Regions from separate parts of the Mus musculus genome. Here all the other regions are linked to region 2. Evidence: chromatin contacts called from public ChIA-PET and HiChIP or PLAC-seq data. All regions are on one chromosome and are shown on one strand. The core of a region is the stretch at or near the end of the contact, and the rest is flanking DNA. Distances in the headings are between cores, read along the strand shown. Region 1 overlaps Abtb2 (ankyrin repeat and BTB (POZ) domain containing 2). Region 2 overlaps Gm39896 (a long non-coding RNA gene). Region 3 holds the start of Abtb2 (ankyrin repeat and BTB (POZ) domain containing 2). Region 4 has its middle 12 kb from the start of Cat.

Region 1 (6,285 bases), core at 281-2,780, 260 kb after region 2:
TCATCTAAGAAACAAGCTGATGGGACCAAACATGCCCAAGATCCCTCTTATAATAGTGTCACTGTCATCCAAAGATGACATCCAAAGAGAGCTGTGGTGACAGCTACCACAGATAGAGGGCCAATTACCACTGTCCTTATGGCTTTTTCTCAAAGTGTGTGCTCACTCAACCACACTGCCACCTTTCCAGAGCTGCAAGGATGTCTCGTTTTGTAGAGGAAACTGAACTTTCAAAGAGCTGATCTAGCTGGTGCACGCTAAGCTGACCAACTCCAGGCTGAGACGAAAGCCCACTTCCCAGCCTTGGTGACCCCATAACACATCTGCCCTGGTAAAGAAATATATTACACATGGGACTTGAAATATCATATTGCACATGAGCCTTCATCTGTCTGAGCACCCAGGCCACCTTTAAGACCAGCCAGCCAGCTCCAGGAGGCTGCTTGCACTGTTAGAAGATACATGTGTGTTGTGAGCATTTCCTACTTGGTGACCAGGCAAAAATGATACCTACCGTTCATTATTCAGAGTCATTCTTGGGGGATCCAGGTTGGGGTTCTCCATGGACTCCATCTGTGGACACCTCAGGAAGTAGTAGAGTGTGTGGAGAGCATCGGGGGACCACGTGATGGGCTGTGGTGGCTGGCGGGCCTGGCGAGCAGGGCTGGTGCCTGGGCACAGGGGGTGGCGGCCCTGCATGTGGTGCATGGCTCGAGAGACCAGATCACCTGGGAAGGGGGAAAAGGACAAGTCTGAGCTCCCAGCCCACATTCTCCTAGGGTAGCAGCTCCCTCACTTAGTGTAATTACTGTTTACCCCAGAGTCCACAGGCTGAGGAGGAGACTGTCACCTAGATGCACAATAGCAATTTGGTTTCCCTTTCATTTCCAGTCTTGCCTTAACAGCTGAATTACAAACACTTGGCAGGGCTGTCTTCCTCCAGAACTTATGCTAATGTGGTTTCCTTTTCAACATCTCCACTCTCTCCACCGCCCTAGGGGCCTTCCCTCAGTTCTCTGACCATGGGAACCAGCCAAAGCACGGGCCCTGTGGAGAGTCTCCCTTATGCTCTCGTGTGCAAACCCTGGGACTTTGGAAGATAATGGCTGCCACCATCCATTGGACACTCAACAATTCATTATAAACTCAACTCAGTCCTTACAGCGCTAAGGGTCAAGTCAGAGGCACTGAGACTTATTTGCTGAACATATCCTGACTCCATGCGTTCTGGTCACAAAGAAGCTGCAGTGAAGTATGTGGGCTGTCGGCTAGGTGACTCCAAAGCCCATGAACTTCACTGTGATAAGGGCTCTACCCTGCCTTACTGGAATCTGTGGGGTCACAGGGCCCCATATCCTGTGTTGTGTTTCTGTCTTAGTCTTTTCAACATCCTAGCAGCCCCTGACAGGAAATGTGCCATCATTGTGTGAGGCCACAATGCTGAGAAAGGATGGTCTAAAACCGCCCCACGCACCTGCAGGCGCCTCTGTTCTAGAACAAGCGCTGCCTTTGTGTTCTCCAAGCCTGAGAGCTCAGGGCGTCTCTGCTGTGGGCTAGCCGCCCCGAACTCACAGAAGTCTCTCACAGATGGCCCTACCCACAGGAAGCCTTAGGGACTCAGCTAACTCTACAGAATAGCAGCAAGCATCAGGGTCTAACTGTGCATATGACGTAACTCAATCAGCGAGACAATTCATTACTTTAACTAGTCAGCTTCCACCTCTCAGCTAATGGGTGTCTGATTCGGTATTTCTTGTGTTCCAGAGTCCTGCAGAGTCTCCCTCACACAAGCTGCTCAGAAATGCCTGATGAGTAGAGGAAGTGGTACTGTGCACGCATTTCATTTTCATATACTACAACAGCTAAGGACTGACTTAAGCCTATTGACTGCCAAATTCTCCCAGTACAGTCACAGATAGCAACTAGCTACAAGCAGGGACGAATGACCACAACTGGAACACCCCACCCAGAAAGAGTCCTTCAGGTACTATCCCCAACCAAGGTGCACACTGTCTCTTCCCTGCTGATTCTCATTCCCCAAATCACAGTTAGTTGCCTGGGGACTCTTGCCAATTCCAGGGCCAAAAGTGTTGGTGAGAGTGGGGTCCCGATACTGACCCATGTCCACAGACTTTTGATTTCATTAGTCTGGGGCAGGATCTGACACCTTTAATATGTAAAATCATTTGGTGCCTTGAATACTCAGCCTTAAAAACCATCACTGAGAAACCTGATCAGAGCTGATACTCCAGACTCCAATACCTGTGGCTTCAGATCGAAGGTCAGCTACTTCTAGTCTGTGTACCTTAAATAATGGTCAGAGCCTCAGTTTCCTTGTCTGTGAAATGGAGATGCTAGCACATAATCAATTTAGAGGAGTCAAAGGAATAATAATTGAGACACACTTAACCGCTTTGGAACCAACCCTTATTTATTAAAGCTGAGGATAACACCAGCATCATTGACATCCTGTTATCAACATCCCTCCATCCTTCCTGAGCCTCCTGAAGTCCTCAGGACCACTACCTACAGCCACACACTGCCCCACAGTTTCCAAGACAAGAGGAATCTGGTGCTGCAATGCCAGATCCCAGCCCTGCCCTAGGGCTCCTGGGTGGCAGAAACTGGCATCAAAAGCAGCAGGAGGCTGTGCTTTTTCCAGCAGCCAGTACCAGCTGAGTTGGTGGCAGAAAGCCGAAACCTGGCTCCCTTTTCTCTGGTCTAAATGTCATAACAGTTGGCGAAACACAGGACTACAAGAAAGAGAAATCAAAGTGTCTGAGATAGCATCGAAGAGATGCTGTGCTGAGATACTGTTCCAAGAGCTGGACAGGGTGAAAGCCATCAGCGCGGGTGATTGTTATCCTTTCATGGTTATTGGTGGGGCTCCCTTCAGCAGCTCACTTCCAGCCAGAATGTAGGCAAGAGACTCCAGGCAGCCAGAGAAGTAGCTGCTCCTGGAGCTTCCTCTAACGGCAAACAGGACACAGGGGCTCAGAGGTTCAGAAAACCCACGAAGGTGGCAGAGGAGAGGCCTGGCTTCCTCAATCTGACCCTTACTAAGGGCAGCTTTTCTCCAAGACCAAGGGACAGATGCCTGGAGACAACTCGGACAGGACTTGTGTAAAAGCCGAGTCATCTCCACAACCCATCTATGGCCAAAACCACAGCTTGCCTTGGACTCTCCTAGGTAAAATTTTAACCCCTGCCATTTTCTATTTTTTTAAGCTTTATGATAGACAGAAAAAAAAAAAAAACCCAACAGTAACGAAAACAACAAACAAACCCCACAGGTAAAAATTTCACCTAATCTTTAGACTCACCTTGGAAGTAGGTACTTATTTCCATTATAGAAAAAGAGGAAATACGCTACCAGGAGTTTAAAATGGGTCACAGCTGCAAACTAGCATGAAAGTTAGTTAGGACTGGACCTGGGGCCTCCCCTCCCCTCCCATGCTCTGTGAACTGAGACAGGCCACACGCTGGTACCAGCCACGAACCTGTTAGTAGTTCACAGTTTAATTCTAAACACGAAGAGTGACTTTTTAAGGAGATTCCCATAGGGGCTGGGGATGTAGCTCATTTGGTAGAGTGCTGCCTAGCATGCATGAAACCCAGGGTTTGATCTTCACCATGGAATAAACCTGGGGCATGATGGTGCATGTCCATAACCTCAGCTCTTAGAGGAGATAGGGAGGGGTAGCAGGATCAGAAGGTCAAGGTAATTTTCATCTATGCTAAAGAGTCTGGAGCCAGCCTGGGATACCTGAGACCTTGTCTCAGAAGAAGAAGAAAACAAACAAACAAGCAAACAAACAAACAAAAAACACAAAAAATGACATCCACAGCCATTTGACGGTGTTTAAGAATAAGTTTTAAAGATTTGGCTTTCATTTTACATATCTTATCTCATTTTTCTAGATACCCATTTTGAATCTATTTTGCAATGTTTTAATCTGTAATTGAGCTCAGGGACTCCACGGTCCCTTGGCACAGCTTGTTCATGAAGCCGTGAGCTGGCTGGGCTGGGCTGTTACACAGGTGGATGCTTGATGCTTTTGGGACATCCCTGTATCTTACTCGAGAATCGACTGATCCAGAGCTCAAGGAAACCTTGGACAGATGCCCAGAGCCACCTACCAGGCATGGGAAAGCAAGCCCTCACCCCTTACTAGCCACAAAAGACTTGATTAGAGGTGCTACAGCTTTCACGCGGGTTATTCCAGCCCTCATTATGAGCCATCAAATAAAAACAGCGGGCGAGAGTCTGGAACATAGCACTGTCTTCAAAATAAGCCTTCCAACATCTGGCCACCCTCCGAGAGAAGTTTGTTTTCTGTTGGTTCTTTCTCTTTAACTTTTCATGGGTATGGAAGGACAGAGCAAGCCCAAAGACCAGAGCTCCCCATGCAGCTAGACCTGTTAGAAGAATGCAGCTTCCTAACCTACCAGGCAGGCTGGCCCTGGCTAGGCAGAGAGAGTTTAATGCACGGGAAGCCTAGGGTGAATTCTAGGTCCACGGTGCTCAGTGCCAAGTATCACTAGGCTCATTAAAGTCTTTAGTCTCTGGAACAAAAATTAAAATATCTGCCTCCACCTCTGTCCCCTCCCCTGCAGAGTAGGTTAGCAAAACCTTTGGTTTCAGAGGGAGGAACCAGGCAATGTGGTGTATGACATAGCCTGGTCTAGCACCAGGCCAAAATAGAGACCTAACTCAGGAGAGTTTCAGGAGCCAAACTGGGTGGGATAGAACTCACCCCTTCTAATGTACACATGGGTTTACACTTATGTTCTCACACACATACTGAGCACCAGGAGCTGGTATTGGTGTTGGGGGACGTTCTATGCACTGGGAAAGCTGCAGGCAAAAGGAAGCAAGACTCTGTCCTATGACTCTAATATTTTCTAGTTGGAATGGAAAACTAAATTATTTATGAGTAGATATGTGAGCTTCAAGTGGTGGCTAGTGTTTTGACTAGAACTGAAGCCACAGGCAAGAACTCGAGGAAAGAGATGGGAGTTCAGGTACACAGCAGGCTTGGGAAGGCCTGTCTAAGTGCCAGGACCCAGTCAGAGCATTCTGTCTCACTTTCTCCCCCAAGCACCATACTTACTGAGCTCGGAGATGCTGCCCACACACGTGGCCAGGAGTGACTGCTCCAGTGTCCGAAGTTCCAGCTGAGCATAGGCATCTGCTCGCTCATCGTGGCCCAGGGACCCACCATTGTAGGGACTGAAGTAGGCAGGGAGAGAGAGGACACCTGTGAGGGAACAAGATGGAGGAGTCACACTGGGAGAAGAAACTCTGCACGCCATATCACAGCTACTGTGCTCAGGGCTCAGGGCTCCCTGTCCTGACTAAGTCACAGGACAAGCCCGACTGAGCCTTGGGAATGTGGGTCTTTGCTCTGCCTAGTGCCTCAGAGGTCATAAAGAGAGAGAAGTGGACCAGTTCTCCTGGGATTTTACCAATATGTAGACAGAAATCGGATTTGCCAAGGAACTGGCCTATAGGCTCCGGGGCCCCTTAGCATGCTTAATTGGGCCAGAGTGCTGCTTTCAGGGTTCTGGGGTGACGTGGAGACATGGCGTTTTCTCTATAGCACTTATGCTTCCTCAGTTTGGATGATCACAATCCTGCTCCTCCAAAGGCCAGCTGCCTGCAGCATCTTCCCCCTTCCCACTCAGTCCATTTCTTCTCTAAGCTCAGAAGGCCAGGAGACATTACTGGAAAGGGATACTGCCCTCTCTACTTCATGAGTGGGACTGTCCCAGCCCCTGGCCAAGTGCAATTAGTGTTTCTCATTAGCACTTCAGCAGCAGAGAAGGGAGCTTCAGAATCCATCCCAGGGAATGCCAGCTTGGAAATCTCTCCAGCTCACTGTGCAGTCTTCCAGCATACACCAGGAAATCAGAACCCGTGGCAGGGGAACGCTCACTGCAGTCAGCCTCCAGCAGGAATTCCCAAATTCTGGGGAGTTGCTACTTCTCTGATGGACTGTTCAAGCCTCTGCCTAGCCTTTGCTTATGTGTTGCTTACAAAAATAGCAAAATCCTGCCAGTCATTTTCAGAGAAAAATATAAAATTTCTTGAGAAACTGGGAGGGTTTGTAGAATGTGGCAAGACTAAGAGTCTCCTCTCTGGCATGCAGGGATGTGACAAGGACACGCAGCAGCAAGGGATTCTAGGACAGTCCTCTGGCATTTATAAACACTGTGCTGACATGTGATCAGCTACATGAACTTGGGTGGGTGACTTGGGCTTTCTGTTAAGTGGAGACAATG
Region 2 (6,966 bases), core at 1,000-3,499:
TGATCAGATCCAACCTGTCTGTCTCACTGACGCCTCTGGGCTAATTGCTCTGCTTCACACCTGTTCCTTCTCAGGAGACCCTGGTACTCTAACCCCTGGTGCCTCTGCCACCTCCTCACTCTGCCAGGACACCCGCAGGTCCTTGTGGAAGTCAGCAAAGTCCATCCCACAGCCTGAGGGGCCCTTTCCCTATGAACGCTGCTGGTTGGTCTTTCAAGGGTTGCAGATCCAGTGTTTGGAAGGCTGAGCCTGCCTATGGCATGACTGTCTATCTGTCAGGCCTTCTGGAACCTTCACCCTTCTACCAGGCCCTCTCATGCCGTGTATGCTCTGTGAGGGTCACCAAAGGCCAGCAGAGACATTCCACTGGGCTGGGCCAGACTTGAGCAAGCTCTGCACACTCGATTCCTCACCTAGACTTTCCACCCTCTGGCTCAGGGTTGTCAGCTTTGTTCTGTTTGGTGTGTGTGGGGGGGTGGTACTGCGGGTCTTGCACATGCTAACCAATTGCTCTACCACCAAACAACTTCCACAGCCATTCAATGATGGTGATGAGCCTCTGCTCTGAAGCCCTCGAACAGATCATGCAATCCTACAAAGAAACCAGTGGCCTGGTCCCACAGTTCCCTCTCCCTCCTACAGTTCTTTCCAGTGCTCCAGTAACACTGAAAATCCTAAGCATCTCTCACTCACGTTTTACTAAGGTCTTCCCTCTGCACCATCGGCCAGTATGAGCCTTTCCTTTAGACTCCATAAATCATTCGGCTATTTCAGTAAAAGGGGCTATTCCAGGAACTTCAGGACAAACGTAGGTTAAAACCTTGGTTCAAGCCAGGCAGTGGTGGCGCACACCTTTAATCCCAGCACTTGGGAGGCAGAGACAGGTGGATTTCTGAGTTCGAGGCCAGCCTGGTCTACAAAGTGAGTTCCAGGACAGCCAGGGCTACACAGAGAAACCCTGTCCCAAAACAACAACAACAACAACAACAACAAAAACCCTTGATTCAGCCACTTGTGAGCTCCACAGACCCTGTAAGAATACTCGGGCTCTCAGAACCTCCACCGCTCTGACTTCTACCACGGAGACCACGGTACCCACTTTGCAGGGCTGCAGGCTCGTTGAGAGGCTTAAATGAGGCAACAGCAGGAAGGAGCTTGCACAAGTACCGATATTACATAACGTACAGGCATCATCCTAACCAGTGATAGTTTTGGTGTATGGATTTGATCATTGCTGAAGTAAATGTTACATTCATCTCACCTGGCTGTTCTTTTGAACGTCTCAGAACCTGGAACAGTTAGAAGTGCATAAAAGTCCCCTGGAAACATCTGGATTTTTATTGACTGAATAAAAGGACACCCGAGGTTCCCTTTCCCCTTGTCTTTGCCACATAGCTTCTTTCAACAGCTATCGCTGGCCTGAGTCTTTGGGACCACCCCAGGTGTTCTCTCTTTCCTGGCACCTGACCTCTTTTGAACTCTTTGGTCCTGAAGTCTGGCATGCTTACTATTGTTACCATTCCTTGAAACAGCCCCTCCTCCATGCATCAACTGTCTGCCAGGCCAGGCCCTGTCCCAGGCTGACAGCTCACCCCACCTCACCCCTAATTCTCTTCTGAGCATCAGCAGCCTACCCCCATCCAAAGATAACTTTTATAGCTGATCTCTGGCGGCACCTCCTACCTTCCAATTAGGAGCCTGTCAACACCCAGACCATCACTCTTCCTATAGTGGCTGACAACACGGGAGCCTGCTGAGGCTGCTCTGGGGAAAGAATGAAGGGAAATTATTTCCATGGTGCAGTGGTACTGAGCCCATAGGTGGAATCTAGGTGATTCTGACTTTGGGCCAGCCTCCCTGTTCTGCACCAAAAATCTGCAGTACTAATGTGGCAGCTGGTACCCAGTTGGTACTTGATAAATAAGTATACGGGGACTGAAAATGTCAAGGGCACAGGAGCTAGCTAGCAGACTCCAATTAGTTTTCCTCTCTCATACATGCAAATAATTAAGTTAGCTCGCTCATGCTTTTGTGAGCTCCCCTTTCCTTTAGTGGTTACACATGAACCTATAACCAGAAAGGAGAGACAACAGTCTCTGTTGGCTTTCTCCATCTAGCCCCTTAGATGCTCATTCCTTAGACTCTCTGACACACAGGGGCATTTGCAGAAGCTGCAGCCCATGAAGGAAGTATGACACAATCTAACATTTTTCTTATCTGGCAGTGTGGTCTAGTGGTTTGCACAGGGGCTGTGCAAGTCGGAAGTCTGGCTTTCTATTTCTGGGGCTGAAGGGAAACTGTGTAACAACAGCCTTTGCTCCACTGCTTGCTCTCACTTTCTCTTTCTCTTGGTCCCAATCCCGAGGCTGAGCCGGCCTAAGCACCCAAGAATTCAGGGAAAAAATGATAGTGCCCCTGCCCCACCCGTGGGTCCTGCTTCAGTCTCTGGTGAGGCTGTGAAGTCTATCATGCATTCATCCCCAGAGCCCAGTGCAGGCTGAGGGGTGAGCAGGAGAGTGGTTTAGAGCCAGGACCATGAAAAGGCAGGGGTGGCAGGCTAACCACATCAAACCAACCCCCTTTCTCTTTGTTACCGCTTTGAGCCTGCAGCTCTGTGGGTAGCTCTGAGGGTGCAGATTTTGTAAAGTTAGGAGCCCTGATGCCTGGACAGGGAGGCAGGAACAAGCCGGACCTTGCATTGCCCTCAAGGTGGTGAATCCAGTCATAAGGATGAGTTCTTTGATTTGAAGTAGGAAAGAATTGGGGAGAGAAATAGTTACAACAGATCAGATGGAGTTGGGAGTACATTAAGATCAGATCTGCCCTCAAGGGCAGAGGGCCTTAAGAACATAGTTTCTTTATGGCTGGGCCCTACAATGTCTTTGGGAAGAGAGATCAATGCCAAACCAGCCCAATTTAGAGAGACATATGAATTTCCAGGGAATCCTATTGCATCTCAAAACGTATAAGATTTAAGCAGCCTTGAAACAGATAGAAAGAAACCTTTCCACATTTGGCCAGACAAGTACACTATAGCCATGTGAGGTCTGCGCTGTATCTAGAAAGAGCAAGACAAAGCTGGGGACACTAGTCATGGAACATGTCATTTCCTTCCTCATTTCTACCCCACTGATCTTCAGGTCTCAAGTCCTGCTACTGTACACATCTGAGTAGCCAGAAAGCAGCAAGGTCCTGAGGGGTGTCTTTAGAATAAGATCCTGGAGAAGTTCCAGGCTGAGCCTTAGGGTGGGAGTCAGATGGGCTGACTCTCTTTGGGGTCACGTGACAAGGGATGCTCATGTGCTCTTTTCTATGTAGTGTGCAGCTATGGTACAAAGATAGCATTTCAGGAGAGTGTGGTGTTTTACTGCAGCAGAGGCCAGCCGGCAAGGGGAGGTCTGGGGAGCTTGAAAGAAAAGCACAACAGTTTCTTCAGAGGAGCGATGTCAAGGAAAGATGCACATGCTGCTGTCACCTATCAAGTGCACACTCAAGATCCATGCCAATCGAATTGCTAAGCAGCGCATGATGCTGTGCTCAGATGCATCCATAGCTATTGTACTAGATGGTTTTATGTCAACTTGACACAAGCTGGAGTCATCAGAGAGGGAGGAGCCTTAACTTGAGAAAATGCCTCCATGAGATCCTGCTGTAAGGCATTTTCTTAGTGATCAATGGTGGGGGTGGGGGGAGCAGCACATTTCAGGTGGTGCCATCCCTGGGCTGGTGGTCGTGGGTTCTATAAGAAAGCAGGCTGAGCAAGCCATGGGGAGTAAGTCAGTACACAGCACCCCTCTATGACCTCTGCCTCAGCTCTTGCCTCCAGCCAGGTTCCTGTCCTGCTTGAGTTCACATCCCGATTTCCTTTGGTGATGAATAGCAACAGGGAAGTGTAAGCCAAATTAAACCTTTCCTCCTCAACTGGCTTTTTGGTCCCACTATTTTGTTGTGGCAATAAAAACTCTGAGATAGCTATCATGGGGATCCCACAGCCCACGAATTACAGTTGGACATGCTTATATGCAATTAGATAAGTCTGAATGGAATTCAGGCATGATCATGCATACCTTTCATCTCAACACTCAGGAGGCTGAGGTGAGGCAGGAGGATTACTATTAACAATTTCATGTCAGTCTGGACTACCTAGAATACATACTGTTGCCTCTCACTGTCTGCATCTCCACTTTTTGTAAGTGAAAACAATAAAATTCTATCAAGACTGTTGAAATATTTTAATAAGATATCCAAAGACAGATAAAATTACTTCCCATGATTTTAATTTATGGTAACTTATAGGTTTGTTTATTTGTTTTGCCCATTTATCCCAACTGAATACTGAGACTTAATTTATTTCAAAGATGGGTTTTCAGGCCAGTGTAATGGCTCAGTAGTGAAAACTATTAACAACTTGAGGTTAGAGCCTAGAGTTGGTACAGAAGAACAAAATGATTCCTATAACTGTCCTTGTTCCTACACACACATACACACACACACACACACACACACACACACACACACACACCAATTTAAACAAATTTTGAAGAAAGTAAGAGGCTCTCTTCATGTCTCATTATGTTGCTGAGGTTGCCCTTGTGCTATAAGGCTAAGCACACACTTGCTTATGCTTATTTGTGCAAGTGTAAGGCCGCAGAGGAGCTGGCAGGACTATGGGTATACACTGTCCACCCACTGAAAAACGTATTCCTTCTTAATAAAAAAGAGCTTGCACTCGATTTCTAGCCTGTTGTTCAGAAAGAGAAATCTTTCTGTTTGCAAAGGCTATCAAAGTAGCCAGTCCCGTGTCAGGATGTAACCAAGGTTTATGACAGCTTCCTAGCTGGTGTAGCCCTGAAAATGATGAGCAGGGACCCCACACTGCTCCACCAGCCACGGGAATGTATTGGTCTCATTTCTTTTCAGTGTGCTCCCATCTTTCTTGACAGGCAAGGTAGCTTAAGCTGGGTCTAGACATGTCTGAACCGGTCTGATACCCACAGGGTACCTCCCTTCCCAGGACCTAATTACCACAGGATCAAGGGGCTTTGCAGAGGACAGCTTGTCCCAAGAAGGAGCAACACTGAAGGGAGCATCTGTCTCATTTGAGGACAAAGGTAAGAGTGGAGGGAAGGCAGACACATTTCCGAGAACAGCTCTGGGGTGCTCAGTGGAGTCCGAAAGCAAGTAAGCTCTAACAGGAGAGGGGGTGAGAATTGAATCAAAGGCTTTTCACTGTAGTGTCCAAGGAACAGTGAGACACAGCCATTGGGGCAGGTTGCTTGGCTGGGAACAAAGATGATGGCACTAGAGGCTTCAGAAGATACTGCCTAAGGGGTTCTACTTGTCTTGGTTTTGGGAAACAACTTCGTATTTTGAGGTCCTTTGCTGACTCATTCATTCATTCACTCACTCACTTATTCAATATGCTAATTGAAAGTCTGTTATGTGCCAACTTAAACATCAATACATTTTGTGTAGAAAATCAGCACCTTCCATACACAGGAATGTATAGAAATATTCCTGGGGATTTGTTTGCACAACCACAGAGGTGAGAAGAATGTGACATGGGGTCTGGAATTTCTTGCAGGGCAGGAGCCAAGGGATCCAATCTGCTCCTATTCCCATTGCTATACTGTGTGTGTGTGTGTGTGTGTGTGTGTGTGTGTGTGTGTGTGCAGGTAGGTGGCTGCCCATTTGTGAATGTCTGATACACTGTTCCTCTCTCTCTGCTTTTGTGGCTTGTACTAACTAGTCCATATTATTCATCTGTAAAGCAAAGAGGCCAAATTCCGTTGGCTTCAAGAGCCACCATTTTATTTTAACTTCTACAAATGAGAACTCTGAGACCTTTATAATAAGCAAAATGAATTATGAACCAGACATTTTTAGAACTGTTTATATCGCTTTGTGATTTTTAGCTTCTGCAGTGATGTGCGACTTAATTGCTTGCTTTGACCCCTCTCTGTGGCATGATTAGAAGCCCTCACCTTCAACCCCTTAGTAACACATGGAGTCACAAGTTGAAAAATAATAGCTAACGCAGGTTTTTTCAAGTGGATTCTTCTGCTTTTTAAGAATTAAAAGATTAAAAATATTTTTAAACCATGCATGGGCCAATAGGTACATTTTTTGATGTGCCAATAGCTGGCTAATAGCGTCCAGTTTGCAACCTTTCACTTAATAAATAGGACTGTGTGACATCAAACTGGGATCCAGCCATGTCTACTGCCTTTGTAGCTTGAGTGGGATCATCAACCTTCCCTAGGAGGGACTTTTCCTTAATGCATGTTAATATTTTAAGATTCACTACTCCTCCTGCCCATGACATGTGAGCTGTGTGTCATGAATGGATATGCTGGCTCATGAATGTGCCTTCGAGGCTAAAGAGTATGCCTGTGTCCTTCTTGTTGGGATGTGGGAGGTTCTGAAGGAGCACTGTCTAAGTGCTCAACTTAGTTCCTTTGGATTAGAAGCAACTGGGAAACAATAGGTAGCCAAGTATCCATTAAACTAATATATGCCCTACTAGGAAAGCTGGGTAATGGCTGCCCTATCCGCGTATGGCTAGAGCAGCAGCCTTCTATTATTCCATCCCAGATGCAGGCCAGTGGTCATGCTGAAGGGAGAACCCAGCTGCAAAATGGCCTATGCCACAGCCCGACTAAGGACCTCCCTGCATGGAAGCATCACCAACGAACAGCTGCCACCCAGTGTACCCCATGTGGGTAAGCCCTGGGTACACTCACTTGCCTCAGCAGCTCTAGGAAGCTGAAACAGAAAGGAAACCTGACTCTACCTGCAAAGAGACCACAGATATAGAGAGAAGCCTCATGGGGCCACTGTCAGCCCTGTGATGCCTTTGTGGGAATTCAAAAGCTGGCCCTCCTCTGGGCCGGCAGGGCAGCATGGGGTGGGGAGCATGTGGATTTGGTGAACAATCAAAGGTAAGTTGGGTTCAGCCCCATTTGC
Region 3 (6,201 bases), core at 883-3,382, 380 kb after region 2:
TCTGAAGCCTTGCAATGCCTTCAGTTGGGGTGCAGCTACCCAGTGCTTAGTTTTCTAGACTCCGCGCCGTGCAGCTGCCCATCCCCCACACTCCATTCCCATAATGCGGTTTACTGAGCCTGTCATCTTTCCTTTCAGGAAAGCCTAAAAGGTTGTGCATTTAATTTAACATGAGGTTTTAATCAAATGCTTACTTGGCTAATGACAGCTGGAAAATTCAGCCCCAGAAGCCAGCGTGTGGCTCTTTCTGGGAAGCAGACTCAAGAGTCTCTGGTTTCCCTCACCTCTGGGCACATAGTATTAAGAGCTGGGAGCTCTCCCTCCACCTCCTGTCAAGAGGCCTGACTATGAGCACCATTAAGCCCAGGGTGCAGCACCAGAAACTGGGCTCTCCATTCTAATCTACCCATCCCATTTATCCAAGGCTCAGGTGTTGAGAGTACAGACCCCTGGGCTGCTTGCTGCCACAGTGCTGAGACAACACCAGAAGAACCACAATCTACCTATGGTGAGGTGAAAATAGACTCCTAGAGATCCAACTAACAGGGAAAACCGTAGCAGGGCAGCAAGACTCACTTTAGAGGGTTCAGGAGTAGTTTGGTCCACGCACCCATTCTCACTCAATTAGTGTACAGTCAACAGAACACTAACCACAACTTTATCCTCAAAAGTTAGACACCTAAAACAACCTTTGACAAGATTTCCACTTAAGAATTCTCCCAGAATTCCGGTGGTTCACTTCACAGCTTGCTCCTAAGAAAATCCACTCCTGGGGTGGCCCACCCAGCCTGTAGGTCAAGGTTCCCTTCACCCACACCCCCCTCGTGCTTACCATTGGCGTTCTTGCCACAGATGAGATGCTCATAGGGTTGCAGGACTCCCCAGAGCTCGGCGTCGTTGTTGATGACCATCTCCAAGGCCTCAGCGGATACCTCTCCACCTCCTGCCCCTCCGCCATCTGGGCTCTGGCTCGCCAGCACCCTGGCCCGGATCTCCTCCACCAGGTTCTCCATGCAAGCCGTTAGCGAGATGGCCGCGTACTCATGGATGCGCACGGAGATGCGAGTGTCCACCATCCAACGGAAGAAGCGGCCCACGGAGAAAGTGAGGCCGCAGCGCGCCGACTTGCCGCGGCGCAGCCCATCCCCAGCGCTCATGCTGTAGAGGGACAACGCCTTGACCGCTGCCAGTGCGCAGCTCTCGGCCAGCGCCCAGCTGTGCACCAGGCGCACCGCACTCTGCACCTCGAAGCGGGTGCACTTAGCGTGCAGCACGCTAAGGCGCTGCGCCTCCCGGGCCACGCGGATGAGCGCCCGGCGGAGGAGTCCGGCCAAGCGTCTCACAGCCTCGGCGGAGAACGAGGGCAGCCTCCGGCCGCCGACGCTTTTGCGGAGCACCCGGGCCACGTCTCCCTCGGTCCAAGGGAACTCCTCCAGCTCCGGGAGCCGCGGGCAGCGGGAGAAGAGGTCGGCCACTTCGGGATCCTCGGGCAGCACTGTGTTCACCGTGTCCCAGCTGTTGTGGCGGCTGTTCATGGAGCCGGAGTAGCACCACCAGGCCGCCCCGCGGTGCTGCTGCGCCGAAGAGTTGAGCGCCTGCGAGTTGGACTTGGAAGACGAAAGGCTGAGCGAGCGGCAGGAGTCGCCGGCCCCATACCCGGAGTCCAAGGTCAAGTCCTCCAGAGTCTTCAATGTGGAGCTGTATGTCCCGGCCATGGGGGAGCCTCCGCGCGCGGCCTCGCCGAGCGAGGGGCTCTCACTGTTCCATGCCCACTTGCCCCGGGGGAAGGGGGCGGAAACCAGCTCTAGGCTCTCGGAGGCGCCCTCCGTGCTCGCCGCGCCGCGCCTCGGGGCCGCAGCATCGCCCGCGCACAGGCCGCGGGAAGGTAGGCGAAGCTCTCAGCCGGCCGGAGCCCGACGCCGTCCGCGTTCAGTCGCGCCGCTGTCAGCGAACGGACTTCCCAGCCCTCCTCCTCTGAACTCGCGCCGCCAGCTCTCAGCTTCCCTTACAGAGCGTCCGGAGAGTCCATCACCACAGAAAGAATCCCGAGAAAACGGGGCGGCCACCGAAGAGCGAGGCGCCCGAGGTCCGTCTGGGACCAGCCGCTGAGAAAGCGCTCCACAAACTTCTACGGGGCGCGGGTTACAGACACAGATAGGTCCTCTGGAGCGGCCCGCATGCAAATACACCCGGGCGGTTCACCAATCATCAGCCACGCCGGGCAAGGGCTATGCCAATGGTTTCCGAGAGGGGCGGGAAATATGCAAATCACCGAGAATGGGGTGTAGCGGGTGGGTATGGCTGAGGGGGTTGGGTGGGGAGAACAAGCGAGCGAGCTGGCAAGGAGGTGGGGCGCAGAGACCCAGAAAGCCGGGGGAACCCGAAAACAGGCCCCAGCGCTGAGGATTAAAAGATAAACGAAAAGGAAAAGCCCCTATGTGCTGTCCCTTTCCCGCCTTCTATGCTTTAGACTTAGGCAGGCAGCTCCTTGTAAAGCTGTGAGCACCCAGCCCAGGGCAGTAGGAAAAGAAAACTGGGAGGAGACCCGACTCACCTTTCTTGTCGACTTTCTACCAAGCCCCTCCTCCTTCTCTTTTGAGAAATGAAAAGCTATTTATGTTTGGAGGGCAGGGGAGCACCTCTGCTTCTCTTCTCAGATCTATCTAGTTTTGTTTATATTGACTTTAGGCTCCAATCGAAACAGACTATCTTAAACTGGGACCTGAAAATAGCCCGGCACTCAGAGGCCTGTGATCACACCCCTGTATCCACTGTTACAGTCCACTGTTTTCCAAGGATTATCTAGGAGGTGGGAGTCCAAACCTAAAGAATGAACGGCTTTCCTCCTACCGGTGTACTATCAGGCGGATCCTTTTTGTCCAAGGTGGGAGGGAGTGCCTGCAAGGAACCAGATGAAAAACGAGGACCTGCGCTGAACACCTCGTGCATGCAGGTGTTCCCTTTTAAGGACTTGCTGGCATGATGTGCGGGTCCGCAGGTCTTCTTCCCCCTCGGGACTCGGTGCCTCCTGGGTACAGTGAATTGCTGTCCTTCCAGTAGCGCCCAGGTGCACCCCAAGCGGCTCGCTAGAGAGCTACTGATTGCATAGATCCACGCCCAGCTCTCGGAGGACCAGCTGCTCCTCCATAACTATTCACACGCACGTGCACAAGCGTGCACCAGCCCCCCTCCAGCAGGACTGCAAAATCAAAGCGCGGATTGTGCACAACGTTCGTCCCAAGTCCTCTTCGCCAGCTCCTGAATAGCTCCTTTGTGCTGTACTTTACAGTTCTGACCTTGGGCCGTGAGTTGGATACGAACTAGAAAAGTCTGGTTTGTCTCTTTCCTTAAATTAATGATCCCTTTCCCCATAAAGCGATTTTTTATTTGGCAGTTTTACTTAATTTTTTCCTTTCCTGGGGTACATGAGACGTTGCCTCCTGATGCCATAGAATTGGAAACAGAGTCAAGGACGGAAGTACTGTGCAAGGCATAAGTCATCAAATTAACAGAGTCACATTTTATAGAGGCGAAATTAGAAGTTAAATTAGAGGTTCAACTTGTCAGAAAACACGAAAAACCGTTTGATGGATTTAATACCCATTATGAGAAATATAATAAAGGAAATATCGTCCTCTAGTGGATATCCAGAGGAAGTAATTTTTTTTTTTCTTTGTTCATTTTCTTCAAAAGGCTGACTGGGAAGGTACATTAACTAAAAAGGTGATTTGGAGTGCTTCTTACACAAAATATGGGATATTTGTATTGGTGTATTTAAATCACATGATGACTTAAAATGTAAAGATAAACATGCCCAATTTGGATATAGATGTGGTTATTCATATCTGTAACCTCAGGACCGAGGAGATAAGCAGGAGGGCTGACTTGAAGCCAGCCTGGGTTTTGACAAAACCCCAAAAAGAGGATAAAAAGAGAAACACACCAAGAATGAAATCCCGGACTTTCATGGGTGTTAAACTGCCCCACAAGGGTCCTAGACAAATAACTGGATTTCTTTAAGAGATAGCAAGAAAATCGAGGGAAGAAAGAGCAGCTCTGTACATTAAACGATACTTAGAAGATACATCAACCATTCACAAGCTATAGAACATACTTAGGTTTTTAATTTAGAAGTTAATTTAAAGCATTGGGCCAGAAAAGTAGGTCAGTGATTAAGAGTCCATACTGCCTTTGCAGAAGACCCAAGTTCAACTTCCAATACCCACATTGGATAGTCTGTAACTCCAGCACCTTTGGCCTTCACAAACACCTTTCTTTCTCTCTCTCTCTCTTTCTCTCTCTCTCTCTCTCTCTCTCTCTTTCTCTCTCTCTCACACACACACACATACACCACCTAGATCTAGGATTGTTCATGCCAATAATCATACAAAGGAAGTAGCTTTAGGTAATCCTTGGGTGAAATCCCCTATTTTGTTATTTAAAACATAAATTTAAAAAAATCTGGAAATTAGAGTACAAAATGCCCTAAAATTTACCTTGAAAGTGAGGGATTATAATCTGAGCTATCTAAATATAAGTCAAACTGTTTATGAGAAAGGTAGATTACAGTCTGAGCATTGAAGAATGGCCCAGTTTTAGGTAAGTTTGTGGATCATCATTGACAAATTTAGCAGTTATCTTAGCTACTGTGTCCTCTTGACTAGGTCACTGTGAAGGTAAAGTTGGAGTATGATAAACTTTAGGCTAGTGGGCGAATATATAAGGCTGCATGGCACAATTTAAAGAGTTATTTATTTATGTATATGAGTGCGCTCTCTCTCTGCATATAGAGCCTGCAAGCCAGAAGAGGGCATCCCATTTTGAATGGTTGAGAGCTACCATGTGGTTGTTGGGATTTGAACTCAGGACCTCTGGACTCAGAAACTCAGGCCAGTACTCTTAACTGCTGAGCCATCTCTCTACCTCCCTTTTTAAGTTTATTTTAATTTTGTAAGTGTTTTTATCTGTGCACCATGTGTGTGTCTGTTGCCTGCAGAGGACAGAAGAGGATATTGGATCCCCTAGAATTGGAGTTATAGACAGTTATGGGCTGCTATGTGATTCCTGGGAATCGAACCTAGGTCCTTTGGAAGAGCAGCCAGTGATTGTAACTGCTGAGCCATCTCTCCAGCCCAGAATAGGACAATTTAACACAAAGCCAGGCTGTTTAAGTTTGCAGGAAACTTTCTGAATTCGCGTGCTCTCATGTACTTAAGAATTTGTGTCGAGGAAAGTGTAACTGATATTTGAGCTGAGATTTCTCTGACGCTCTTTTCTGCTGAAGAGTTCAGGGTGGCTACATACTCCCTGCCTACATTGGAAAGGGATTCTTAACCAACAACTTGAGGGTTATAGGTGGTACCGGGAGGCAGAGAGAGGGTTTGCAAACTACCTAAAATTGCCTAAAACACTTTAATGTGGTACCAGTTGAAATTGTTCTGGATAAAGTGGGTGGATGTAGTGCTGTATGATAGAACTTTCTGTGATAATGAAAATGTTCTGCCCACCCTGTTCAATGCAAGAGTCACTAACCACATTAATTTAACTTTAATTGACTTAGTTCACCTCTTAGGTCCGTTAGCCCTTTAGAGATTTTGGCAAAGACCATAGACCTATGCACTCATTGCTGAATTCAAGGTTAAAACTAAATCAATTAAAGTTAAAGACGCTGTAAGACCTTGAGGACAGAGAAGCAGCTCCTGCACACACACACAGGCTCAGGAAAAGAAGAGGCAGTGAATGTATAATCCAGAGACTCTTGGATTCCAGAAATCACACCTATAGGGACTTGACGGTGCAGTGATCAGGCATCTGATACAAGTCACTTTCAGAATGGCTGTTATGATGTCAGGTCATAAAACTCTGGGATGAGGGGAAGAACAGGAGGAGGACATTGTAAAGTCAAATCAGGGCTCTAGTTATGGTTACTGGGGGATCCATGACAGAGCTGGACAGCAGTTTTGAGAGTGAGGACAAAAGTAGCAAGCAATATGACCTCAAATCTCCGGGGGGCGGAGCTGAATCTCCCTGCCTGTCTTTTGACCGGTGGCAGGCTTGGTCCTAGACTATGAGATGAACTGGGGCTTATGATGTTAGTTGGTGAGGCCAGAGACTCCGTGAGAGGGAACCCAGAAGCATGGAAGGTTTGCTTGCCCCGCCCTCATTCCACCATGGTTGCCTACCACTACATGCCTGAAGAGG
Region 4 (6,592 bases), core at 3,293-5,792, 450 kb after region 2:
TTCAAGGTCAAGTAACCAATGTCTAGAAACCTATCAACTCTGCAATCTAGTTTGAGAATTTTTCTCTTTTAAAAATAGGATGGAGCTTTGCTCAAATGCCAGTTCTCAGTTGGATTTCAGTTCTGCCTCATTATGTGTTGGAGATTGGTACCAATGCTTTGAATCTACTTGTCCAGAAGCTAAAGGTCCTTGTGCTCAACTGGTTTTTGATCTGTCAATAAGGATGCCAGTGGCCAAGGGTTGGGTACGGGGTGAGAGACACTTAGAGTTGTCCAGGTAAGACGCAGAAAGGAATGGGAGATTGCCATGAAAAGGATGGGATACAGGAGCGACAGTATATAAAGCCAACCAGCTACGTGAGATTTTGGGAAAGTTGCCACTGACCACTTCCCCAATTGGGTCTGGGGTAGCAGGGGAAGTTTTAGGGGTACCTTGCCTTTGAGTTAGCCAAGGCATTTGAAAATTAACTGGGGTGTGAGTGTGTGTGTGTGTGTGTGTGTGTGTGTGTGTGTGTTTTCCATTTGCTAACCCAAGATAGCTCCTGGGTAGGTGTACATGTGTGATCCACCAGGAGCACAGAGTGGTGTAGTGAAAACTCACTACTATGATTATATTCTGGTATGTGTCAAATGAGTTAAAGGACTTCCCAAGTCACAGTGATATCTTCTTCAGTCTCCACAGTCACATGGGCCAATTCCTACTTCCTAGTGAAATTTTACAGAAATTTGGAGACTCTAATATCTTGCACAGTTCCTATTAAGAACACTCCTGCTGAATTTCAGGTAAGCATAATGTATTCTATCTTATTCTACATCTGTTGATTCCACATGTGGGAGCGGTTCTGTATTAGCTAAGCTTTATGTAGTTCAAGTGACGGAAAAAAAATTCAACTCAAGCTTATCTATTCAAAGAAGAGAAGGCATTGACTAATACAAATCATATATCAATGAGGTGATACCCAGGTATACCTGACTAGGCACAGGTCTGAATACAGATCATTGGCAGGTCTCATATCTTAGTTTTATCTTGTATCCTCCCCAAGTGTTAATTTTACCCCTAGATTCCATATGGCATACGATTTGTGAATTTGTTTCTTAAGATTTTTCATGTCTTCCTATTCTATTATCTCTTGTAACCTTCAAGTCCTGGAGAGCCCTTTTCATATCTGCTTTTTATTCTTATCTTAAAGGTAGCTTTCTCTGTGACTTTCTGACTGGTGGGTTCTTTATTCAGCTCCTGTGACGTTTTCTTTTTCCTTCAGTTTGGATGCCACTGCCAATATTCAGGAATTGGCTTATTTTTTTCCTCATTATTCTTGCTTTCAGGAATGGTTTCTTGTCTACAGCATATGAATCTCTGCCAAGAGGACCAGGGTACTTCTGGATTTTCTATATCCTCTTTTGGGTGTTATTTAATTAAGTCCCATTTCTAGATATTTTATGGAATGCTGTAATAATAGAAAAGTTGTAATAATAGAAGACTTTTTGGGGTTGGGGGTGTTCAACACAATGAAATGAAGGCAGCCTTCCAGAAAAAAAGCCATTTCAGCAGATAATCTGTGGAGAATTTCTTTGGCAACCTCTCAGGCTAAATGTTTAATTTAAAGATCCATGGATTACCATGGAATCATGGGATACCAGTCCACCAACAAAAGTTATTTATCATTGTGGGAAGATATTTATGATAAATTAAGAAATGAAAAGAGTAAGTTATTATTAAAATATGCATGTATATAATATATACGATCTCAATTTATTTGAAGTTTTCTGTATCTAGGGAAAACATAGATATAAATAAAATAGAAAGATATATAGCAAAAGGATGCAAATATTAACCCTCTATTTGTCTAAAGATGGTGGGATTTGTGACATTATTATTTGCTTTTCTCCATTTTCTAAGGCATGTGAAGTAAGGATATATAGGCTTTTAGGAGAGCAGTGAGCTAAAGGCCCAGACCCTACATTTTAATAAAAATATTTCTAATTACATTATTTGTTTACAATTGTGGCACATTTGTTTACATGTGGTGCATGTGTCATGTTGCATGAGTGGAGGTCAGAGGATAACTTATGGGCGTTGGTTCCTTCCTTCTGGGTCCCAGGGATGGAACTCAGGATGTCAGGCTAAGCTAGTAAAGGTGCTCTTACTTTACTCGCTAAGCCTTGAGATGGACTACTGTTTTGTTTTTGTTTTTGTTTTTCGAGATAGATTCTCACTATGTAGCCCTGGTTGTTCTGAACTCATTATGTAGACCAGGCTGGCCTTAAACTTATAGAGATCTGCCTGCATATGCCTCCTGAGTGCTGGGATTAAATGTGTACATCACTATGCCTTGAAGTGCAAACTTAAGGGTTCTTTAGAAAGTCAGTTGTGTTGGATGGTGTTTTGCTGGGGCTAACATGTGAAGGCACGTTTAGCTGAAGTAGACTCAGGTGAAAGGCTAAGGCAGACTGGTGAAGGAATGTTTAGCTGAAGCAGACACAGGTGAAAGGATGTTCTGCTAAAGCAAGCATGTGAAAGGACATGTGATGAAGGATTCTTTGCACCAAAAAACTTCTGGTGTGTGCTGCAGTTTCTTGCCACTTCTGCGGACTCAGGCTGGCAAGCAGAATGATGTCAGCAGAGAAGAAGCACGTGCCAAGGCAAGACATGTGGACGATATGTGATGCTTAGAGGGTATAAATAGGACTGATGGACAGTGATGGAGGCTGAGCTTGGCTTGCTTAGAGATATAGCTGTGCAAGGCTTGTTGGTCTCTCATCTTTGCTGAATTTTTCTTCGCTCAGAGAGGCACAGCGGAGAACTTTTCCAGCCATCGCTTCCTGGTCCCTCCTGCTGACCTGTGTGGAGGCTGAGGCCTGGCTGTTCTTGCTAGGTCATACTACTGCTGCTGCTGACCCAACTCTACTGAATTGGATTGCTGATGCTTCCATGAAGTATTTGTGACTGAATTGAACTGCTGCTGCAGACCTGTGAACTTAACAGCTGATTTCCTGACAACACAGATGGGAATTGCTCCAAAGAACCATTTCTAAACAGGTCCATTTCCCTCGTATTCTTTCTTTTTCACTACCTCTGGTGGGCTAAAACGAAGGTTAAAGCATTTAGGAACCTTCATTAAAAATAAGTTTTGAAAAAAATAATTATAATGCCTGGCTCCATTCTGATTCTTAAAAGAAATATTTTTAGTGAGATTATGACATTTCTGCCTCCCAGGAGCAGCAGCTGCCACAGTTGTGTGTCTACCTCCCTACAGTTGTCTTCCCTTTCACTTGAGGCTAGCAAGTTCTAACTGATCCCTCCAGACTCTTGTTGGTTTTATAAGGCTTTTCTGGGGCTGGGAATTATCCCTTACCTTTCACCATACATGAACGAGCCTCAATACTTGAAAAAAAGTGAAGGCTTTTGTTGAAGAAGAATCAAAACTGAGAGGGCTGGAGATACAATTTAATGATGGAATGATCACTTAGATTCACCAGACCTTGGGTTCCATCCCCAGGACCTCAAGACAAACCAAAGCAAAGCAAAATAAAACAAAACCTTTTCGCTGTGCATAGGAAGGGAGGCATCCATCCACAGGGCTGTGTGTTAGTCAAAACAGGTATCACGGGTCATTGACTGGGAAACAAGTTTCAGTTAGATTTGAGGTTTTGGCAAACAGGGGTCACTCCAAGTCATGGTTCCAACCAGCTGAAACTCTTTAGATGCGGTTATGATGGAATGCCATATGGTCTTCAGTTGTGCTATTTCCTAGACAACTGTTACTCTAAGAGGGTGTTGTCTCCTTATGCCTCTTCACAGGCAAAACCACTTTCCCAGTAAAGCAGTGTGCGCTCTTGAGCCAGGCCTTCCTCTGCCCCTGGAGAGCTGCGCTCCTCCTGAAGCCATCTCAAGCCCTGTGTTATCTACCGTCCCCTGGGCTCTGCTCTGATATATGGTGGTCCTCCTAATACCAGACTCCTAGTGCTTGCCTCAGACTAGGGCTGAGATCTAGTCTCTATCAACATTTCAGTTTTCTCTAAACTTAGCATGTAAGTTATGGCTCAGGCTGCCTCACGCTGTGCTCACAAACTTCTAGTGCTCTGGAGGAAAGGCGGGTGTGCACAAAGTTTAGCTGTACCGACGCTGTTGCTGTCTGTCATTTCCTATGTATATGTTCACAGGTGCAAAGGGGGGCTAAAATGGTTGGGAGTAGATGGTTTGGGCCATCTGGCACAGGTTAAAGAGGGCTCTTCAACATGTTTGTACTCTTAATGTTCCTTCCTCTTCTTCTTCCTCTTTTTTTTCCTGTTTCTATATTTTAAAATATGCATCTTGAAAGAGAAGCAAAGAATAACTTGGCTTTGGTCCTACAATTTATGGGCTGACAGACTATCATTTTTTATGATATATATCATTTTTAAATGGTTACATATAATATAATATATTTTTTAATATTTAGGTCATGGGAAGGTCTTGCTGGTATGTTGGAGAGGCAGCAAAGAACAGAATAGAAGGAGAACATGTGCTTTTGCTGGTAACCAAGCACACACTTCCCCTTTGCTTGTCTGTCCAATGAAAGGCTTTTTACCGTGTGACTTGCTGAATTCTCAGATACTGTACCTGAGACCCGCACTGCTGAGTCATGCTTCCAACCTGATGCTCTCTAGGGGATTCAGTGTATTTTGGGCACTGTCTTAGTTAGGGTTTTTATTACTCTGATGAAACACCATGACCAAAAAGCAAGTTAGGAAGGAAAGATTTTATTTTATTTTTTATTTTTATTTATTTATTTTTTAATTTTTAATTTTTTTTTCAAGATAGGGCTTCTCTGTGTAGCCCTGGCTGTCCTGGAACTCACTTTGTAGACTAGACTGGCCTTGAACACAGAGATCTCTGCCTGCCTCTGCCTCCTAAGCGCTGGGATTAAAGGCGTACGGCATCACTGTCTAGTGGGAAGGGTTTATTTAGCTTACACTTTCATATTGCTGTTCATCACCAAATGAAGTCAGGACAAGCACTCAAACAAGGGAGATACCTGGTGGCCGGAGCTGGTGCAGAGGCCATGGAAGGGTACCGTTTACTGGCTTGCTCCTCATGGTTTGCTTAGCCTGCTTTCTTATAGAACCCAAGACAACCAGTCCAGGGATGGTACCACTCACAATGGGCTGGGTCCTGACCCACTGATCACTAATTGAGAAAATGACTTACAGCTGGATCTCACAGAGGCATGTTCTTAACTTTGGCTCCTTTTTTCCTCTGATGACTCTAGTTTGTGTTAAGTTACACAAAACCAGCCAGTATAAGCACCTTCTGTTTGTTGTGGGGAGCAGTGGCCTTAGTCTTTTTTGGACATCATGATACTTTATCCATGACTATCCATGATACTATACTTCATGACTGACTATTACTACAGACACTCAGATAACAGGAGCACACGTTTGAGTAGTTTGTGTTGGTACAAGGCAGAGTACTTTTCCAGTACATAATCAACTCCATGAGTCAAGACGTGGGTTCTCAGGGTTTCTGTTCACAGACCAAGATACAGAGCAATCTGTAGACTTAACAGTGTGAGCCTGTAGTGAGGTAGGGGCATGTTCAAAACACCACCAAAGGTGGATAAACTCAGGCCCTGTAAGGATGACAGTAGCCGATGTTACCAAGCACGTGACTGATCATACAGTAATGAGAAAGCCAGAAGCATGGGTTCATGGCCAATGATTCCGTTCCTCGGGACAATGATATGGGACAAGCTTAGACTGCTCACTGTCAGGGAGCTTCGGGGTTTTCTAAGTACTGGCATATGAAATCTCATAATACATAGACAGTTTAAGGGACGCCTGCAGCCCTTTCTCAGTATCGCTCACCGACGACTTGTGTTTAGACCCTTCCTGCTTTTGAAAGTTCCCTCTTTATCTCTCAACTGGTTTCTGTGAAAACAGTTCAGGTGCAAGTTCAGACGTGATGTGAGTAAAGCTAGAGTTCAACTCACTTCACTCTCTCTCTTCATCTAGACACCCTGCCCTATATGTGGGATTCTTTGGATCCCATCCTGCCTCTCAGTCCATTGCCAAATACTTTATATTGTTAAGGTATTGTCTGAGAAAATGCTGGTGAATGAATGCCTCAAGGAATATATTTACATTTTAGGAGGTGCATTTTTACTTTGATGTAACACTAAAATTGCAAAAAGAGCAAACCAAAGCAGTACAAGCAAGTGAACAACTGTTCACCTTTGATCTAGATTTTTGCATGTTTGCTTGCTATCTTTGTATGTGCCCAGTCATACACATACACATTATCTCTGACCCACTTGAGTCTGTAGACATCTTTTTTTTTTTTAACCACCATAATTGACCTTTGTTTTCATGAGGCAACTGCTTTTGACATTTGGCACCATTAGGAGACGATTGCTTCATGTCACAAAGTCTCAGCATTGAATTTGTTTATGTCAGTCATTCTGGATCAGGAACGTCAGAGAAGTGGGTCAGCAGATCCTCTTACCTGCGAGAAATGGAGTCTTTTCATGAACATGTTTTCTCGGGGAAAAGTCATTCTGCCACCATAGAAGTCTAAGTCACCAGCTGCTCTTTGCTGTAGGGGAGGGAAGCTG

The links. ChIA-PET counts read pairs in DNA pulled down with a chosen protein or histone mark. HiChIP or PLAC-seq counts read pairs in DNA pulled down with a chosen protein or histone mark.
Region 1: a contact with region 2 is called in an RNA polymerase II ChIA-PET map of memory CD8 T cells, with 19 read pairs. The contact joins two enhancer-like sites. A contact is called at or near these places in 1 of 39 promoter capture datasets (embryonic stem cells) and 2 of 115 datasets of contacts at active chromatin or transcription factors (bone marrow-derived macrophages and memory CD8 T cells).
Region 3: a contact with region 2 is called in an RNA polymerase II ChIA-PET map of memory CD8 T cells, with 6 read pairs. The contact joins the promoter of Abtb2 here to the enhancer-like site in region 2. A contact is called at or near these places in 9 of 39 promoter capture datasets (cranial neural crest, embryonic stem cells, hematopoietic stem and progenitor cells and 5 more), 1 of 484 Hi-C or Micro-C datasets (B cells), 3 of 115 datasets of contacts at active chromatin or transcription factors (embryonic stem cells and memory CD8 T cells) and 1 of 9 other capture datasets (macrophages).
Region 4: an H3K4me3 HiChIP or PLAC-seq map of pro-B cells shows a contact between it and region 2, with 6 times the contacts expected there. The contact joins two enhancer-like sites. A contact is called at or near these places in 11 of 39 promoter capture datasets (the C10 cell line, embryonic stem cells, erythroid cells and 6 more) and 2 of 115 datasets of contacts at active chromatin or transcription factors (embryonic stem cells and pro-B cells).

The regions. Positions count from the first base shown.
Region 1 is chr2:103,677,721-103,684,005 of GRCm38.p6, reverse strand. It overlaps Abtb2 (ankyrin repeat and BTB (POZ) domain containing 2), which reads right to left. Exons shown (of 17, transcript NM_178890.3): 2 at 5,115-5,261; 3 at 515-728. Among named protein-coding and RNA genes, the nearest start is that of Nat10, 80 kb to the left of the region's middle. Within about 2 kb of position 1,530, at least 128 of the 459 cell types and tissues checked have an H3K27ac peak or open chromatin away from gene starts, as enhancers often do. A contact at or near this core is called in memory CD8 T cells, where this site is marked.
Region 2 is chr2:103,941,259-103,948,224 of GRCm38.p6, reverse strand. The region is part of intron 2 of Gm39896 (a long non-coding RNA gene); the gene reads right to left. Among named protein-coding and RNA genes, the nearest start is that of Gm39896, 8.5 kb to the right of the region's middle. Within about 2 kb of position 2,249, at least 111 of the 459 cell types and tissues checked have an H3K27ac peak or open chromatin away from gene starts, as enhancers often do. A contact at or near this core is called in B cells, hematopoietic stem and progenitor cells, macrophages and 4 more, where this site is marked.
Region 3 is chr2:103,562,241-103,568,441 of GRCm38.p6, reverse strand. It overlaps Abtb2 (ankyrin repeat and BTB (POZ) domain containing 2), which reads right to left and starts at 2,132. Exons shown (of 17, transcript NM_178890.3): 1 at 833-2,132. The coding sequence starts at 1,715.
Region 4 is chr2:103,493,776-103,500,367 of GRCm38.p6, reverse strand. No RefSeq gene overlaps it. Among named protein-coding and RNA genes, the nearest start is that of Cat, 12 kb to the right of the region's middle. Within about 2 kb of position 4,542, at least 43 of the 459 cell types and tissues checked have an H3K27ac peak or open chromatin away from gene starts, as enhancers often do. A contact at or near this core is called in pro-B cells, where this site is marked.